4 separate regions of the Mus musculus genome follow, and regions 1, 2 and 3 are each linked to region 4. Evidence: chromatin contacts called from public Hi-C and HiChIP or PLAC-seq data. All regions are on one chromosome and are shown on one strand. The core of a region is the stretch at or near the end of the contact, and the rest is flanking DNA. Distances in the headings are between cores, read along the strand shown. Region 1 overlaps Fam186b (family with sequence similarity 186, member B). Region 2 holds the start of Fam186a (family with sequence similarity 186, member A). Region 3 holds the start of 1700121M21Rik (a long non-coding RNA gene). Region 4 holds the start of Racgap1 (Rac GTPase-activating protein 1).

What was found. Hi-C and Micro-C count contacts between places; a contact is called where the count stands out from the background. HiChIP or PLAC-seq counts read pairs in DNA pulled down with a chosen protein or histone mark.
Region 1: a contact with region 4 is called in a Hi-C map of CD4 T cells, with 8 times the contacts expected there. The contact joins the enhancer-like site here to the promoter of Racgap1 in region 4. A contact is called at or near these places in 2 of 484 Hi-C or Micro-C datasets (CD4 T cells and large pre-B cells), 1 of 115 datasets of contacts at active chromatin or transcription factors (bone marrow-derived macrophages) and 2 of 9 other capture datasets (liver and pancreatic islet).
Region 2: an H3K27ac HiChIP or PLAC-seq map of embryonic stem cells shows a contact between it and region 4, with 6 times the contacts expected there. The contact joins the promoter of Fam186a here to the promoter of Racgap1 in region 4. A contact is called at or near these places in 1 of 39 promoter capture datasets (frontonasal cranial neural crest), 4 of 115 datasets of contacts at active chromatin or transcription factors (embryonic limb bud, embryonic stem cells and stem cell-derived neural progenitor cells) and 3 of 9 other capture datasets (adipose tissue, liver and pancreatic islet).
Region 3: an H3K27ac HiChIP or PLAC-seq map of embryonic stem cells shows a contact between it and region 4, with 4 times the contacts expected there. The contact joins the promoter of 1700121M21Rik here to the promoter of Racgap1 in region 4. A contact is called at or near these places in 12 of 39 promoter capture datasets (the 3T3-L1 cell line, 3T3-L1-derived adipocytes, HPC-7-derived erythroid cells and 6 more), 1 of 484 Hi-C or Micro-C datasets (the N1E-115 cell line), 10 of 115 datasets of contacts at active chromatin or transcription factors (astrocytes, embryonic basal ganglia, embryonic limb bud and 6 more) and 2 of 9 other capture datasets (adipose tissue and liver).

The regions. Positions count from the first base shown.
Region 1 is chr15:99,274,136-99,278,450 of GRCm38.p6, reverse strand. It overlaps Fam186b (family with sequence similarity 186, member B), which reads left to right. Exons shown (of 8, transcript NM_001081254.1): 6 at 3,792-3,961. Among named protein-coding and RNA genes, the nearest start is that of Fam186b, 11 kb to the left of the region's middle. Within about 2 kb of position 2,165, at least 19 of the 459 cell types and tissues checked have an H3K27ac peak or open chromatin away from gene starts, as enhancers often do.
Region 2 is chr15:99,929,873-99,934,282 of GRCm38.p6, reverse strand. Fam186a (family with sequence similarity 186, member A) reads left to right here and starts at 2,625. Exons shown (of 4, transcript NM_028180.3): 1 at 2,625-2,791; 2 at 4,305-4,410. The coding sequence starts at 4,341. It overlaps Gm21917 (a long non-coding RNA gene), which reads right to left and starts at 2,903. Exons shown (of 4, transcript XR_003951483.1): 1 at 2,381-2,903; 2 at 1,296-1,468; 3 at 669-796.
Region 3 is chr15:99,913,055-99,917,447 of GRCm38.p6, reverse strand. 1700121M21Rik (a long non-coding RNA gene) reads right to left here and starts at 2,484. Exons shown (of 3, transcript XR_875663.3): 1 at 2,409-2,484; 2 at 838-928. It also overlaps the pseudogene Gm20564.
Region 4 is chr15:99,648,912-99,653,691 of GRCm38.p6, reverse strand. Racgap1 (Rac GTPase-activating protein 1) reads left to right here and starts at 2,036. Exons shown (of 17, transcript NM_001253808.1): 1 at 2,036-2,185.

The DNA of each region.
Region 1 (4,315 bases), core at 916-3,415, 380 kb after region 4:
GAGACACAGCTGCCTCTTCCCCCTTACAGAGGCCTGGCTTTGTTTGCCCTTGCTTCTGGATCCTTCCTTGACTCTCTTCCTTGGTTTGCTGGAGTCTTTCCTCCAGGCACTTCCTAACAAAGAATGCAAAGGACGGCGGCCGCGGCGGCCCAGAGCACCTCTTTCCAAATTATTCATTTATTTTTTTATTTTATGTGTGTTGGCATTTTGCCTGCATGTGTGTCTGTGTGAAGGTGTCAGATCCCCTTGCAATTTGAGTTACAGACAGGTGCGAGCTGCCATGGGGATGCTGGGAATTGACCTCGGGTTCTCTGGAAGAGCAGCCAGCGCTCCTAACCTCTGAGTCATTTCTCCAGCCTCCTATAAGTGCCTCTATTTAAAAGTGACTTTATTTGCTGTGCGTGTGTGTCCCCTTCCATGGTGGTGGGATGGAACATGGGTCAGCAGGCTTTCATGGCAAGCCCCTTCCCAGCCATCCCACGGGCACCGAGAATGTCTTCCCCGGGACCCTGCTGACTTCTAGTTGATAGGCTGTCTATTCATGGAAACCGAAGTAGGCTCCGCCGTCCCTCCCAGGTAGTAACCACTGCTCGGTTTTTGGTTTTGATGCTGTTTAGAGACTAAAATCATCCAGTGGCCTGCGCCTTTGGGCTTGGCTCCCCGCCCTCCTCTCAGCTGACACAATCCATCCCTCTCTGTCAACAGTACTTCATGACTATCCTCCTGGCTCGGGTCTATCTTTGTTAACTTTATTGGGCAGTTAATCAACCATTTCTATTTAGAAATGTAAGCCCTTTGGTTCTGGCATATATTCTTAAATTGTACAGTCGTTCAGGTGTGATCTGCTGGCCCTGGGACTCCTGGCACAGTTAACCTGTGGCCTGTATGCACCCAGCAGGACCACGAACAGGGCCCAATGCAAATCACAATGCTAAGGCATTAGGGGGTCTCTTTGTTTCCTGCAGCTCTAGAGTGTGACCGTCATCATTCCCCGTGCAGTGTGAAAAGGCCGAGCGTGCCTGTTGAGTCTACGCTTTTCAGGGGGCTTTGTGAGATTAAAAATTACTGTGTTTGTAGATGGTGAATTTTATTGTAAGGTGTAGAACACAGGATGAAGTAAGATACCCACCTGTTGTAAAATGGTTGCTGCAGTAAAACAGGCTAATGTATCCATGGTGGCAAGGCAGAAGGGTAAGGGACAGTTACGGGGATGTGGGAAGGAAAAAGAAGATCCCAGCTCTGAACTCTGACGGAAGCCCAGATTCAAGAATTCCAATGCAATTCACATTTGGGTTAGGCCTTTGTCCACCTCAGGCTGTAAACCTGAAATTTTCCTGAATCTCACCAAGACTCCTGGTGCCACCATAATGGCTTCTGGCTCACCTTATCACATCACAGTCTGTGTCTCCCCACCCCCACCCCCAAGTCACCTCTGGCCTAAGTCAAAGTCCCTAAGAAATGAAGGTAACTCTGCTGAGGGAGACAGAGCCTCGATGCTTCGCTTCTGTCCCCTCAGCAGGAACATTGCATTGCAGGTAATGACCTGTTCTCCCTCTGTGGCAAAAGCAGCTGTGATCTATCCAAGTGGCAAAATCCTTAATACAATCCACAGTGGTTAACTAGAGCCTCACACTGTACTTATGCATACTAGACTTGCCTGTCTGTTACAGGAGTCTTCAGGGTGCGAGCCTGGTCTCTGGCGGCCCTGGAAAGCCGGCCCCAACTGCTCATCTATGAGATGCCCCTTAAAGAGAAAGTCAGAGTGAAAAGCAGAGACAGGTCACTGCGGTCACACTTGGTGAAGGATCAAACGAGAGGGCCTAGTGATCAGTGGTTACCTGGAGTGCTGTCACGAGGTGCAGGTCCACACAGAGGGTGCGAGGCCTATAGGACTTCATAGTTCTAATCACGACATGCCCCCATCACATCACAGACCCATGGGTGCTCTGCTCTAGCCTGAATCTCGCAGGTTGTCAGTACCGTGTGAAACTTCTTCCTGGGAGGCGGGCTCCTCCTCCTCCGGCACCAGAGCTCTAGCTTTCCCCTTGCATGAGGTCTCTGGGGAGTTCCAGTCCCTTGGGGACCACTTTTCAAGTATCTGATCAAAGGTGGGGCACAAGTGTCTCCCTTTAGAACACCTCAGTCCCTACAAGCACGGTCACAACTGGAGCTATCACCCACGCCTTCTGCTCTGTTCTTGGGTCTGCACCTCCCCACTTCCTGGCCCACACCCCAACTTTGGTAACTACTGTTTTATCTTTTACCTCTATATATCTGACATCTTTCCTTTTAGATTCCACATATACATGTGAGGCTATGCAGTATCTTCTCTCTGCGTCTGGGTTATTTCAACGTAGCATGCATGTGGTAGCAAATCACAGGAGTACCCCTTAGCAGGGGCTGGGGTACACCAGAGAAGAAACGGGGTTCATCAGAGGGGAAAGGTAAGAGATGGATCAGTGGCGTGGATGAAAGAGAGCCTTTGGATACCGCTGGTGGAGACAGAGATTTGATTGCAGCCATTATGACATGGAAATTTCTAAAGAAACTGACAATGGAATCCCCAGAGGACCCAGCCATGTCTCTCCTGGGTTGTCATGGTTGAATTTAAAATCTCCCCACAGGCTCAGGTCTGGAGTGTTCAGCGTCCAGTCTGTGGCACTACTTTGAAGGCCTGCGGCCTTCAGGACCGGGGTCTGGCTGGAGGAGAGTCGGACCCCGGAGGCTGTCCTCAATGCCGGCTCTGGTGTAGCTCTCTGCCTCCTGCCTCTGCTCAGTGTGGGATGGTGGTGGTGGGCTGAAATCTCTCTGGAGCAGGGGGCTAAACTACACAGTATGTGCACAGGGGAAGCGAAACTACCACCGCATTCTTTATAATGGGTGAGGCGTGAGAACGCCTTGCTCTGCCACCTCAGAGTGAGGCTTGAGATGGCTCAGAGGTTAAGGGCACTTCCCACACAAGTTTGACAGCCTCAGTTCCACCCCTGGGACGCACGGAAAGGCAGAAAAGAGAACCGACTCCATGAAGCAGTCTTCCGACGGCCGCATGCACCACATGGCTCCGGTGTGTACGTGCATCAGTAGTAAGGAAGGTTTAGAAGAACACTGAAATATCACGAAGCCTTTTAAAGAAGGCAGGTGTGTGTGTAAATAACGGCATGTGGGCTTTCCAGAGCCTTGCCCTGCTTCATGGCTGGTTACTCTGCACCTCAGGCCCTGCCCTCAAGGGCTGTCTGTGCTGTACGGCGGCCCGGCTTCCCTCCGCTTTCTTTCCTCTGTTTTGTCCGTGGTCCAGACTCTTTACAACAAGGGAAAAAGTAGAAACTACCCCAGAAAATAAGGACTTTTTAAAAGATTTATTTATTTATTTATTTATTTATTTAATGTATATGAGTACACTGTAGTTATACTGATGGTTGTGAGCCATCGCTCAGGTCAGCCCTGATCGCTCCGGCCTAAAGATTTATTCGTTATTATAAATAAGTACACTGTAGCTGTCTTCAGACACACCAAAAGAGGGCATCAGATCTCATTATGGGTAGTTGTGAGCCACCATGTGGTTGCTGGGATTTGAACTAAGGACCTTCAGAAGAGCAGTCAGTGCTCTTGCACTCTGAGCCATCTCTCCAGCCCCAAAGGGCTTTCAAGGAATGTGTCATATGCCGGGGACCTGGGGTTTGCAGTCAAAGAGCCTTTCCTCTGCCCAGCAGGGTCAGTGACAATCAGAGAAGACCTCCACCCATCTTAGGTAGTCAGTAAATCTTCCTGATGCCCCCTGCTGGTCCCTCTAGCTCCAGCAAGAGTGGAACGTCCACCTGAGCGTCCCCGTGCTCACCCATGTGAAGCCAGTGAAGAGCAAGTCATCTTCAGTCTTGCTTCAGAGAGTCCGCTCCAGCCACTCCACCACCAAGCACCGTCCTCCACCTAAGCCCCGGGAGTCTGTGCCCCTGCCGATAACTGGGTAGGTACTGGCCGGTAGGGACAGGCAGTAGGATTAGAGGGGAGGCAGGGGGCAGGGGGGCAGCTAGGCTAGGGAAGCAGTGGCAAGTGAGGACACAGGCAAAGGTCACCTTCCTGGCTTCAAGGCCCGCCGCCACTCAGCTACTCTGACTGGCTCTGGCGCTCAGATCCAGGACCAGAATTCGTGCATGGCATTCTGCGTGTGGCAATGTGTATGGCTTGGGGGAGCAGCCTGGCTGACTCTGAGAAAGTACAGGGGACAACCTCCATTTCTACCCTGAGCCCATTGAGCCAGCATCAGACGTCGGTCTGTCCATGTAAACCAGCCCAACCCTTCCCACCATGCGGGCTTCGG
Region 2 (4,410 bases), core at 1,376-3,875, 280 kb before region 4:
TTGGCAGAGTCTTACTTTGAAGCCCAGGCTGGCCTTAAATTAGAATGCTCCTCTATCTCAGCCTACTGAAGGCTACGATTACAATAAGCAAAAATGATTGATTGCAACAAACACACACACACCCTCAGAGATTTCATGTAAAACTGAAAGCAATATAGATGATTAGAAACATATTCTATAGTTCATTTGTTTGGTTGGCTGATTGGTTGATTGGTTTTTCAAGATAGCATTTCTCTGTGTAGCCCTGGCTGTCCTGGAACTCACTCTGTAGACCAGGCTGGCCTCCTACTCACAGAGATCTATCTGCCTGCCCCTGTCTCTGAGTGCTGGGATTAAAGCCACACTACCACTGGGCATAGAAATGTATACTTACAGGGAATTAGACAAAGGCCTAACTAAACAAGTCTCCCGTGCCCTGTCCTACTTCCTGCTAACTCAGAATGATATAGGAATGCTAAGAAACGGAGTCAGGTGTGATACATCGGCTTTGAGAACTATCTCTTGATCTAATTCTTGATTCTTGATTTCTTTTTTCTTTTTCTTTCTTTCTTTCTTTTTTTTTTTCCCCAAGAAACCACCTAACCAAACGAGTGAAAACCATCCAAAACACTGGGAAAGGGTACGAGGTTCAGAGCTTGTACACGATGCTTGATAGGATTGACCAGTACCAGAAGAAGGTGATGCACAGCTGGACGGACAAGCAGAAGCAGCTGGAACAGAGACGAAAGCAGTGCCTACGGTCTATGACGCAGTTCTTCAGCCAGGTACCTGTTTCCCATGCCTCCTTCCCAGGGGCCTGCAAAACAAAGAAGGTTCTTTGAGTTTTATTTTACTGGAGACATAATCTCTCTCTATGTAGCCCTGACTGTCCTGGAACCTACTATTACAGACCAGGCTGACCTCGAACTCACAGAATTACCTGTCTCTGCCTCCTCCCAAGTGCTGGGATTAAAGGAGTACTCCATCATGCATAGTTCAAAAAATTATTTTTTGACAATAACATTTGCCTGACTAGACCATACTTATTCGTACATATTTGTTTCCTGAGGCTGTTGTAACAGGGTACCAGCAATCTACAATAGAAATAGCTGGGTGTGGGGGTTCACACCTGTAATCCTAGCTAGCGCTCTAGAGGCTAAGGCAAAAGGATTATTGTTTGAGGCAAACCTGGGCTACATGGGTAATTCCAGGGCATCCTTGGCTATAGGGGAAATTCCCCATCTTGAATATCTGCCCACTCAAGTACTGACAACCATTAAAAGAATCCTCTACCACTGCCAACAAGAAGAAAATACCTTCCCATCTTCTAGAGGCAAGAAGTTTATGAAGTCAAAGCATCTCAGGGTTCACTGTCTCTGGAGGCCCCGGGAGAGATTTGTTCCTCGACTGCCATTCTTTAGCCTGTAGACTTGTAACTTCAGTCTCTGCCTTCAGATGGCCAATGTGTCTTCTGTCTCCTCTTCTGACTCTGAGGAGAAACGGCAGTGAATTCATTACACACCTAAGTAGTCCAGGATGCTCTCAGTTTAAGAAGCTTAATTACAGTCCCCAAATAAGGTGACATCACAAAATCTGGTGGACCTGTCTTCAGTGGGCGCTGTTGGATCTACCTCATCAAGACATTTGCTTGATGACAATGCTCCCACAAGAGAGGCTTCAGACGAGATTAACTGTTTCCTTCCTAGTCAGCTGGCAGCCCCTCCAGTCACTGCTCTTTGGCTCTCTGTTCTGCTGCTGTGTTTTGAGACCTTGAACTCCAGCCAGTATTTCTGCCTCAGCTTCCCAAATGCTGGGATTCTGAGTATGAGCCACACAGAAAGTATGGCTCCTGACTGATTATGGCTTGTTACTCTTTTCCTCAGAACATTAAGAGGCCAGTTTTAAACCATGAGTTTACAAGGAGCTTAGAATTTATTTAAATTGCTTATACCACACCCTGCACAGAGATCCCAGTAAATTCTGGCACCAACCTCTGGAGTCCCTTTTGAGGAAGTGTCAGTACAATGGCCTTTTAAAAAGTTTCAGAGCTGGAGTAGAGTACTTCACCCTGAAATTGTGAGCACAAGCTACAGGATTTTGGTTTCCAAGTTTGTGAGCATTGGGTGCCTACAGAGGTAAGAAGGCGGCATCAGGGCACCTGGAGACATTACAGACAGTTGTGAGCCCTGGCCCTTGGCAACAACGGTGCTTGATTCTAGGCAAAGCGCTGCCTCTCCAGCCCTAAAGTCTATGGTCGTGATAACACCGAAGAGTAAGGCCTATAGGAGCAGCTTCAGCAATTAGGATGCCACACAAGATCTGTCTTCGAATATGGCCGATTTATCCACACAAACCGTCCCTATAATATCATGCTAATATAGAAGTTAAGCAGTCATCTCACCAAGCGGGAGTCAGTTGTTTGGGCAGAAATGCTGCTGCAGGGTTCCACTGGGGAATCTTTTCCCGTGAGGATGTCCACCGTGTCCTCCCGGAAGTCCTTCCGCTGAGGCAGGCTGGGAAGTTGGCACTGATGGAGGTCTGAGAGGTCTTTGGGAGCATAGCAGGCATTGCCAGGCGAGTTTGTGTGCGCCCAGCGATGGCGCCGTAAGTTCCAACGGTCACTGAGGCCACGCACAGTCTCAAGTCTCTTACTCATAGGTACCAACAGGGCTCTGACTAGGGAGCACTGCAGTGAGATCTTGGAGTCGGTTCCCAAAGTTCCAGCTCTTGTATCATTTCATTGGGCGGTAGATTTGCGCTCTCAGGACTCAGAGCTTGGAGCTGACACACTAGCGCAACAGCTTGCCTTGGGGTGAGTTCACTAGCTTGGCAACGCTGTCCAAGAGCTCGGCTCCTCTCTGCGATGGGGGTGGGGGTGGGATGGATCCTGCCTCTGAGGCATCAGGAGTCACATTATTTACAACTCACAAAATAGTTTTTAAGATATGTTCCTTACAAATACTTTTTTTTTTTTTTTAAGACTGGCTACCCTGGAGCTTGCTATGCAGACTAGGCTGTCCTCCAACTCCTGCCTCCCAAGGGCTGGATTTAAAGGCATTCATCACTATACCGGTCCAGTTCTAATATTAACTACAAGCTGGAGTTCTAGAAACATTCTATTATCTATATATCCTTTTTTTCTTTAATTAACTTTCTCTTTCTTTCTTTCTTTCTCTCTCTCTTTCTTTCTTTCTTTCGAGACAGTGTTTCTCTGTGTGGTCTTGACTGTCCTAGAACTCACTGTATATTGACAAGGCTGGCCTCAAATTTACAGAGATCCGCCTGCCACTGCCTTCCAAGTACTGGGATCAAAGATGTGCACCACCACTGCCCAGCTAATTAACATTAATTAATATAAGCAAACCTGTGCTACATAATGGGTTCCAGGTTGACCAAGGATTCATAAGATCTGTCTCAAAAAAAAAAAAAGAGAGAGATTAATTTCTAAGACTTTCTCCTTTATTTGAATAGAAAAGACTTCAGATTATTACCAGATTAAAGTAAAATATTTAGAATTCTCCATGACAATTGTATTTTAAGTATCATAGCTCTTTATAAAACAAATAAAACCCTCCAATTTTTGATTTAATAAATGTAGTCTTTATAGATGAAGTAAGCAAGATGGGGTATCAGGAATACAAGCCATCAAACAGGAAGACATGTACCAAGCTATCTATCTAACATGAAGAGCAGTGTCCCAGACATTTCAGAGGCAACTCAGGCTCTGAAGCAGTGATTCTCAGCCTGTGGGTTGAGATCCTTTTCTGGGGTCCAGTGACCTTTTCACAGGCGTCGCCTAAGACCACTGGGAAACAGATACTTACACACAGAGTGTCATAGAGTGACAAGGTTACGGTTCTGAAGTAGCGACAGACATGTTTTATGATTGGGGGTCAGCACAACACGAGGAACTGTATTAAAGGGGTGCGGCGTCAGGAAGGTGGAATGGAGGTGGTGAAGTATCAAGCCATCAAGAAGGGACAGGAAAGGGAGAAGGCTCCGTTCATGTGGGGAAGCAGATAGACAGCAAGTTCAAGGTCAGGCTGAGCTGTATTCCCAGCCAGCTTCAGGCTGTCCTGCCTCAGGTCCCCCAACCTCCAGAAGGAATAAGGGGGTGGGGGTGCATGGCTCTGCTATTGTCTGGGTCCAAAGTAGAACTTTCTAAAAATCTCTGGCTTTTCTCTTCCCACTTCTCCCTTTCACACTTCAGACTGAGGAGTGACACAGTGCCTCTCCCCCCCCCCCCCCCCCCGCCTCCCAATAACTTCCCCACACACCCTGTGCCTCTAATCTTGTTTTTGTTGTTGCTGGTTTTGTTTTTTTAGCTTGAAAGGGGATATAAACTCAGTCTTAGCCAGCCCATGCCTTCGATCCCCAGCTTTAAGAAGATACCCGGATTTACCAAACTTCAGCGGCCGGTCTTGGAGTTAT
Region 3 (4,393 bases), core at 1,235-3,734, 260 kb before region 4:
ATTTGTTCTTTCTGTTTGCTTAGAGCTATTCGGTTCTCAGCACCCATACAATGACTCACACCAACCTATAACTCCAGATCTCAAATTCCAGGAGATCTGAAAACCTGTGCCTTTCTTGAGCACTTATGTGGTACATATGTGGGCATACAGGCAAAATACTCCATATAGCCAAAATAAATATAAAAGCTTAAGAGAAAGAAAAAAAAATTTCTGGTTGATATCACTGGAAACAGCTTTGCCAAACTCTGGGATAGGCTGAACCATGAGAAAGGATAGTATTATGTCCCCTGACATGAAGGGAAGAGTCAGTACTCCCCAGATCCATGTCTGATCAGCATGTAAGGGCTGGGGAGGTGGTTCAATGGATAAGAGTGTTTGCTGTGAAAGCAAGAGGAACTGAGTTCAAATCCCCAGCACGCTCACGAATGGCAGGCACGGCTGTGAATGACTATAACCCCAGAACTGGGGAGTGGGATGGAGGAAGGAGAGGGGTCACAGGAACTCACTGCCCAGCCAGTGAGTTTCAAGATCACTGAGAGACGTTGACTCAAAAATAAGATAAAGAGTGACCTCTCTCTGGTCTTCACATAGGAGCACACAGGTGTGTCTCTATAACACACTCACCCCCCCCCCACACACACACACACACACACAGACGGTTCAGCAGAACCAAGGTGGCAAAGAGTAAAGCCAGGCTTCATACATGGGACTACATCTGAGGAGAATTCTGAGCTGAACCCCTTTCTATTTACTACATTTGCAAAACAAATACATGGTTAGGAACGGAGTCAAGGGTAAGTCTCTCACTGAAAGGCAATGAGGTTCTTCAAAGCTGACCTCTAGCTCATCAGGAGTGAGATCCGGGCTTCTGTGCCATCTGTTTCCCATCAAGAGAGCCGATCCACGAGAGAAAATGATCACAGGTTAACTAACAACAACAACAACAAAAGTCAACCAAATGTCAATAAGATAAAACACAACTATATAAACATCCCAAGGAAATAAAGGGAGATAATGGAAATGAATCTGAAGGAAAAACCAAGGGAGAGTGGGTGGTGATGCATCCCATAATCCCTGCCTTGGGAGAGAGGGTGGTGGTGCATCCCATAATCCCTGCCTTGGGAGATAGAAGCAGGAGGGTCCGGAGCTCAAGGCAGGCCTCTTCAGAAAGCTCCTGGTCTCAAAACAACAAAAGAGAATAAACAACACCTGAAGAAAACAAAAATCTGTAAGAAGGGCTGGAGTTACAACTCAGCGGAAGGACGTTTGTTTAGCATAACACTGCACACAAGAAAACAACATATTACCTATATGATATGTTTAAAAGAATAGACCAAGGTGGTGCACACCTTTAATCCCAGCACTTGGGAGGCAGAGGCAGGCAGATTTCTGAGTTCAAGGCCAGCCTGGTCTACAGAGTGAGTTCCAGGACAGCCAGGGCTACACAGAGAAACCCTATCTTGAAAAAAACAAAACAAAAGAATAGATCAAGTTAAAATGAATAGAGGGCTTCTTTTCCAGCCTCTGCCTCAGACCTTACAGCCGTGATGTTGATGCCTGAGAAGAACAGGATTGCCATCTATGAACTCCTTAAGGAAGGCGTGATGGTTGCCGAGAAAGATGTCCACGTGCCCAAACACCCTGAGCTGGCAGACAAGAACATGCATAACCTTCATATAATGAAAGCCATGCAGTCTCAAGTCTCGAGGTTACATGAAGGAGCAGTTTGCCTGGAGACACTTCTTCTGGGACCTTACGAATGAGAGCATCTAGTACCTCTGAGATTACCTACACCTACGTCTGGAAATCATGCCTGCCATCCCATCCTGAGACTGGCAGGCCTCAGCCCAAGGGTCCACAGGGTGAGTGACCTGCAAGATTCCCAAGAGGGGAGGCAGACAGAGATATCTGCAGAAGGAGTGCTGTGCTCCTGTAGCCGACAAGAAAGCTGAGGCTGGGGCTGGCTCAGCAACTGAGTTCCAGTTTAGAGGCTGCTTTGGTGGTGAACATGGCCAGTCACCTCACTGAAGTTAGAGATTGTGTTGTATCGAATAAACCTGGTGGGGGTGGGGGTGGGGGAACGAACCCGAAGGGAGGAAGTAAAATGCAAACCAAAATGGAGACAAAGGTCAAATCAGAACTGACTTTGAGGCCAAAGTTGTTGGGTGGTGAAAGAGAGGTGGTAGATCAAAAACATATTGATACTTACAGTACGCATTATAAAACAAAGTGTCTTGTATACAACAACACACATTATAAAACGCTTTGCCTGTGTCTGCATGAGGTGTGTGCAGGTGGGAGCAGGTGCCCACAGAGGCGGGAGGAGCTGGATCCCCAGAAGCTGGAGGTACAGGAGGATGTGAGCTGCCGGGGTGCTCTAGAAGAGACACACTGACCCACTGACTCACCGCACAGCTGCCCCGAGCCCGTGCACAGCTGGGGCGGTTTCCTTGCTCGAAGTTCTCTCCAGGCTCCTACCCTGCACAAACAAAATAACCTTTCCACAATGTTTCAAATGTTTTTTATTCTTCCTTTGAGTTGCAAGGTCGGTAATTATAACCCCTCCCTTCCTTGCACTCTCAGCTCCTGCACTTCTCCAGGTCTACTTTGGACCACAGCCCAGCTTAAGTACAGTCTTCTCTGTCCCCCTCCAGGCCTGAGAGTTGAACACTCTGACCCCCTCCAGGCCTGCACCCTGAGAGCTGAGCACAGCCTCGGGGAAACACCGGAACTTGGCTGTTGGTCTCAGTTTAAATAATCTAATGCCCAGAGGCCCCAGAAAACTACCTGGCAGACACACTCTTATTTCTCTCATACATTCACTTTGGCTTTAAGTTTTACTATTTTATATTTTTTTCAAAACACCTTTATGTTCTCACCTGTTCCCCAGCATCTCTAAGACCGTCGCCATCTTCTCCTGATTAACTGGCTCCTTATTGCACTAAAGACAAACTTTTCTTTTGCTTATTTAATGTGTGTGTGTGTGTGTGTGTGTGTGATATGTAGGTGTTCATGTGGTTATGTGCACAAGTGTGTTCATGTGTGTGTATGTAGAGGGCAGGGTTGATATGGGGTTGTACTGGCTAGTTTTGTGTCAACTTGACACAGCTGGAGTTATCACAGAGAAAGGAGCTTCAGTTGAGGAAATGCCTCCATGAGATCCAACTGTAAGGCATTTTCTCAATTAGTGATCAAGGGGGAAAGGCCCCTTGTGGTGGGACCATCTCTGGGCTGGCAGTCTTGGGTTCTATAAGAGAGCAGGCTGAGCAAGCCAGTAAAGAACATCCCTCCATGGCCTCTACATCAGTTCCTGCACCCTGACCTGCTTGAGTTCCAGTCCTGACTTCTTCAGTGATGAACAGCAATGTGGAAATGTAAGCCGAATAAACCCTTTCCTCCATAACTTGTTTCTTGGTCATGATGTCTGTGCAGGAACAGAAACCCTAAGACAGGGGTGTTTTCCTTAGTCCCGCTCCATGTTACTTTTTGAGACAGGCTCTCTCACTAAAGCTGGAGACCACTGATCCAGTGAGACTGGTTGACCAGTGAGCTCCAGGGAATCTTGTGTGTCTGCCTCCCAGGTGCTGTGATTCCAGACTGGTGTGGCACACCCAGCTTTCACATGGGTCCCGGGGAGATGAATGAGGTTCTTCCATGGTAAGAACTTTCCCTACAAAGCCAACTCCCCAGACCACTAATTTATTTAAAGATTTGAATATGTGCAGGCATTTCTGTCTGCACGCAGGTATGTCATGTGACTGAGGTATTGGAGGGAGCCAAGCTTTGGATCCTTTTGGGCCTGGAGTTAGAGGTGTTTGTGAGCCACCAGATGTGGGTGCTGGGAACTGAACGCAGGTCCTCTGGAGAGCAGCAAATGTTCTTAACTGCTGGACCATCTCTCCAGCTCCCACACAACCTTATTGATTTAAAGATCCAGGCTCATGTAGTCCAGGCTGGCCTCAAGCTTTCCGTGTAGCTTAGGTTGGCCTTTAACTCCTGATTTGACTGTTCTACCTCCTAAGTGCTGGGATCATAGGCATAGACCACCATGCTGACATTCACCTGACACTCTCATCTGGCCTTTGCAGTCACACACACACACACACACACTCTTGGGAGTCAGTTGCTTATGGGGAGTAGCCATGTGGCTTCTTCATTAAGTCCTTAATTTAGAAAAGGGAGAGTTTTAGATTTCTTTTGGATCTCGCCAAAGCCTGGACCTGCTTTGCAGGAGACTCTGGGCTTCCTCTCGCTGTGTCTGCCCCCTCCTCAGAGGGGCTGCTTACAAATCACATGGCTTTCTCCCTTCCTCTTCTCCATCTTCTTCCCAAGATTTGGGTTCTGCTTTTAAATACTAATAAAATTGCCCTCCAGCTTTAAGGAATCAGGTGAT
Region 4 (4,780 bases), core at 787-3,286:
CCCCAGCTCCCAATGCTCAAAACTCAATTTGGAGGTCCTCACCAGTCTGGTGCATCAGGCAAAAGGTGCTGAGTGAGATGATACTTGGCTCCTGGGTTCCGTGGAGGGGTTGGAGGGCAGTGTCTCCATCCCGTTCCCGCCCCACCCACCCCCACTCCAGCCGGCCCATCACCGGACATCGTTTGGAATATGTAGATTGGGTGGTGGGATGGAATACTGCCACCATCTGGTAGAGTTCAACTCACCTGCACTTGAATGACTTTGTTGGGGCTGCCTACCATGCTAAATGCAGCAGTAAATCAAAGGAGTCCTACTGCGGTTCTCTGGAAGCCGATGGACTGGCCAGCAAAGCAAGGGGGTATTTACTGAGCAGATACTTGGTACTGGGACATGTGCTTCATTTTACAAGGATGTCTGAAAGGCCCCGAGAGTCAGACATTGTTTCCACTTATAGATGCCTGAGCCAAAGCACAGCACGTGGAAGGCCCTACAAAAGTAACTAGAAGAATCAGAAAACGATGAGGTAACTCACACAGAGGAGGAAGGGAGCTAGAAATTATAGCAAAAGCACACAGAGGCAGGCAGCATAGACTCCTTTGAAGAAAGCATTAAAATAATAATAATAATAATTCAAGTTGCCCAAAGGACAGATAGGACTTAGTCAAATGAAGTTGGGGGAATGGGCAGGAAGGATGTTTGGGGCAGACGGAACAGCAAGAGTTCTGCAAGCGCTGGATGCTAAGAGTAGCTTGGTGCACTTCAGGACCTGTAGACAGGAGGGAGTCAGGAGGGGCAGCTGGAGAGCCCGGAAGCCCAGGTTAGGGGAGCCCTGTTAAAGACCCTGATCTTTTTTTAAGGAGGAGAAGTGAAACGGTTAATGGTTTTCAGCAAGGAAGAGCCATGGTTGGATCTGATTTTTTGTTTGTTTTAGGCTGGTGTGAAACTAAGTAGCAGAGGCTGGTCTTAATCCCTCAGCCTCCACGCCCTAAGTGCTGGGGTTTCGGGTGTGTGCCACCACACCCACCCAGAACTGCCTTTGAAAATACCACGGTTGTAAAGAGTTCGAGGAAGGGCTCAGTTCCCTTGGTGGTTAGACTTCTGAGGCAGGCCAGGCTGGCCTTGAACTTACAGAAATCTGCTTCTGCTGTGCTGGGGTTAAAGGGGTGTACCTGGATCACTGTTTCTAGTAAACTCTAGCTAGCCAGTATTTTGTCAAGTTGCTAGTAGCCACACCTACCAGTAATTAGTAAATTCAGGAAGGAAGGGACACCAACACAGAGACATAACAAAAAAAGGAACAGAAACATTGGGAACACACTAATAGATTAAGATGAATAGTTTGCTGGTGTACGTAAAAGGCATTTCTGATGTTGGGTCCAGATCTTTCAAAGTTTCAAAGCCTCTGTACCAATACGACGCCAAATTTTAAGTGCCACTTATTAAATGGAATTATAACACTTCATTTTGCATTTCTATTTGTTTTCTTGAGCTGTCTTCCCCCATTCATAGCTACTGGAAAGCAGAGACCACATGATCGGTATTTTTTTCTGATTCCTAGCAGAGTGCTTGCTATGAAGTTGGCATACTTACTGTGCATCAAATAGAAGTCTGAATGAATGCGTGAATGAATGGAGGGATAATTATAGCTCAGTAAATATGGTTAAAATGATTGCTGCTCTGTCTCCTTCTGGAATTCTTCCTATTCTACAGTGAGACCCGAAAACTATTCAGTTATTAGTTTCCAAGGGTCCTATTTGACTGCGTGGGGAAACAGGAGGCAAGAAATAATATGCAATTAGTCAACAGGTCATTAGGATAATTGCAAGAAAGGAAGCTGGAGCCTGGAATGTGAGTCCTACACGGGCCACGAAACACCCACTACTCCCGCAAAATTGTGTGTGTGCCCTTAGTCAAAATGGCCGCCTTTCGGGCGTCTCGCTAATGTAATGCGCATGCCCATTCCGTTTTGCGCCCGCCCCCTGGCCCTGACACTTGCGTCTTCGTGATTATGAGCTCCTCTGTGATTGGCTGGTGCGTGATTTTGAACCGGATCTGGCGGCGCGGTTTTACACTGCCGTTAGTGAGGCGCGTCGCTGGTAGACAGCAGCCCTCCTGGGGCGCGGCGGCCGGAGAGTGAGCGCCGCGGGCCGGACGGGGTTGCGTGTGCGCGGGGCCGGGAGCCTCGGTAAGCCGGTCGAGGTCGCGAGCGAGCGAGCGAGCGGGCGGCGGGGAGGCGGGCGAGGGGAGGGGGCGGCGGGACCCGGCTGCTCTCGGCGTGGCGCTCCTTGCAAAGTCGGGGCGTCCTTTTGAGGCGTGGCCGGCCGGGTGCGGGTGTGGTTCCCTCAAGGTGGTCTTGGCGAGCCCCAGTGCCGGGCGTGGGAATGGCGGGGAGAGCCCCCTCATACCCTTTTCCGAGGAACAGTCTCTTTTGAGGGAGAAATCAGGTGTTTGGGGAACCCGGCGGCCTGACGTGGAGAGCCTCTACCTTCTAGGCTGTCTCCCACAAGGCTCATTAGAACATCCCTAGTTGTGGAGAGTTGGAATGTTGCAAATTCGGAGCCTATCTCGGGTGATTTTTTTTTTCCAGGCCCCCCCCCCTTTTAATAATTTATTGCCCACCTCTGTCACTGACCTACCTACTGTTCTGTGATTTGCATGTGAAACCCTTTGGGGTGTATTAATTTATATGAACAGCTTCCACCAACAGAAAAGCTAAGACTTGTTCTTAACTATAAAACGTAGTGAGAATGGTTATATCACAACGTAGTATTTTGGTATTCTGGATTCATGTTCACTAGCCAGGGTCACTTATATTTGGCTCACTCATTTCCCTTGGAATGAGAGCTTTGTTTTTGTGCCTCAGAAAGAGAGGAAGAAAGAGAGGAAGAGGGGGAGAGACTGACTGCAGTACTCCCAATAGTGTATCGGAAGGTTATTGGATTTACTGTTTACCTTTTAAAGTTCTATCACTCCTAAATAAACTGGACTCCGTGTATGTGTGGTAGTGTCTTATGTAGCCCAGGCTGGCCTCTTGTAGCCAAGGATAACCTTGGACTTCTGAGCCTCCTGTCCTTGGAGTGCTGGGATTACAGGCATTACAGGATAACTTGGAGATTACATGTGTGATCTGCCATTCTCAGTATTTGCTGTGTTGAGGACAGAAACCAGGGGCTTGTCATGCTAGAGAGACATGGTATCAGCTGAGCTACAGGCCAGCACAATTGTACATGTAATTTCACGTAAGACTGTCTTCTACTAACCTTTAAAACCTCTGTGGACTGATGAGGCTGCATGTCAGGCTGCCAGGGTGCAGTAAAGATAGGGACTCTTATGCTGTGTTAGACTTCAGTGCTGTCTGCTGGTCAACTTGGCTTTTGGGTTGATGAAAGGTAGGTGTGTGTTTGTTTCTGTTTTTATTTCTATTCTGAGACAGGGTTTTGCTGTGTGTAACAGCTCTGTATGTCCTGGAACTCTGTAGACCAGGCTGGCCTGGAACTCACAGAGATCTGCCTACCTCTATGTCTCCTAAGCACTGGGATTCAAGGTGTGTGCTGCCATTCTCCGGGTGAAAGGTAATTCAGGCCAAAATTTCATCTGATAGTCACAAGGAGGTGTCTGGTGTGTTAGTGGAGCTAAAGATCACTCAGATAATTTGGCTGCAGATCTGAGACATTCTATCAAACTCTCCACAAATACAGACCCTCCAATCTTAGCCTTATACTTTTTTGGTTCTGTTTGGTTTTTGTTTTTTGAGATAGCTTTATAGAATTATAACATTGACTTTTACCCCTGGGTTTCCCCCCATATAAGGTTTTTATACCATGCTACATTAATAAAAAACCTGTTGCACCAAGCCTTGGGCACTGTTCTAGATACCAGTGGCTCTGCAAAGTCCTTGCTTTCCAGACAGTAAACTAAGTGAACATATCAGGTGGAGACAAGTGCTCTGGAGCAGAAGCAACCAGGAGTTATGGAAAATAGTGTGGCTGGAAGAGACTTCACTGAGAAGTAAACTCCCAGGGGTGGGGTGGATGGGGACTGGATGAGATGGGGGGACTGTCCATGCTAGAGATGGCAGCAGAGAGTAACCGGAAACCGGAGTCCAAAGAGAATGACTAGATCAGTGGTAGCCCAACTCTTCAGTGCTTGCTCAGTGGAGACAAGATGCTAACAATCAAACACAGTGTGTGCCCTGCTATGGAGCTCTGATGGAATATGCTGGGCAAAGGGCTGGCTGAGGGTAATGAGGTCTGTGTTGTGCTCTTTAAAGGTCATTCTTTTCCCCTCCCCCAGCATATATTCACATTGTGAGATCTGTCTGTCTGAGTTGCAGTCACTAGGAAAAGTGATTGCTGAGACAGACTCTGGGTGGGCCTCACAGGAAGCAGTCAGTGTGCTGAACTTACCCATCACACCCAGTTCTCCCCCCCTCCCCCCCTCTGGTCTTCACTCATGGTGAGCTGGGAACATTTTGTTTACTCTTTCTGCAATTGATTTGCTCATAGGGACGATTGGTCTCACGATGGCATTTCTTCTGTCAGTTGGATGGAGCCTCTGACACAGAGCAGAAGCCGGACACTTAGGGAGATGAATTGTTCTCGAGTGCTTTTGAATGAAAGCAACTTAGTCTGAGCTTGTCTTTAGTAGGAGTATGTCTGTGGCAGTGGGAAACCTACACTGTTAATGTCTTGGGAATCTCCAGAACAGCAATGTGTATAATAATGTTTTTCATTAAAATACTTTGCTGGAAAACAAAATCAAGCAATCTGCCGTTGCTTTG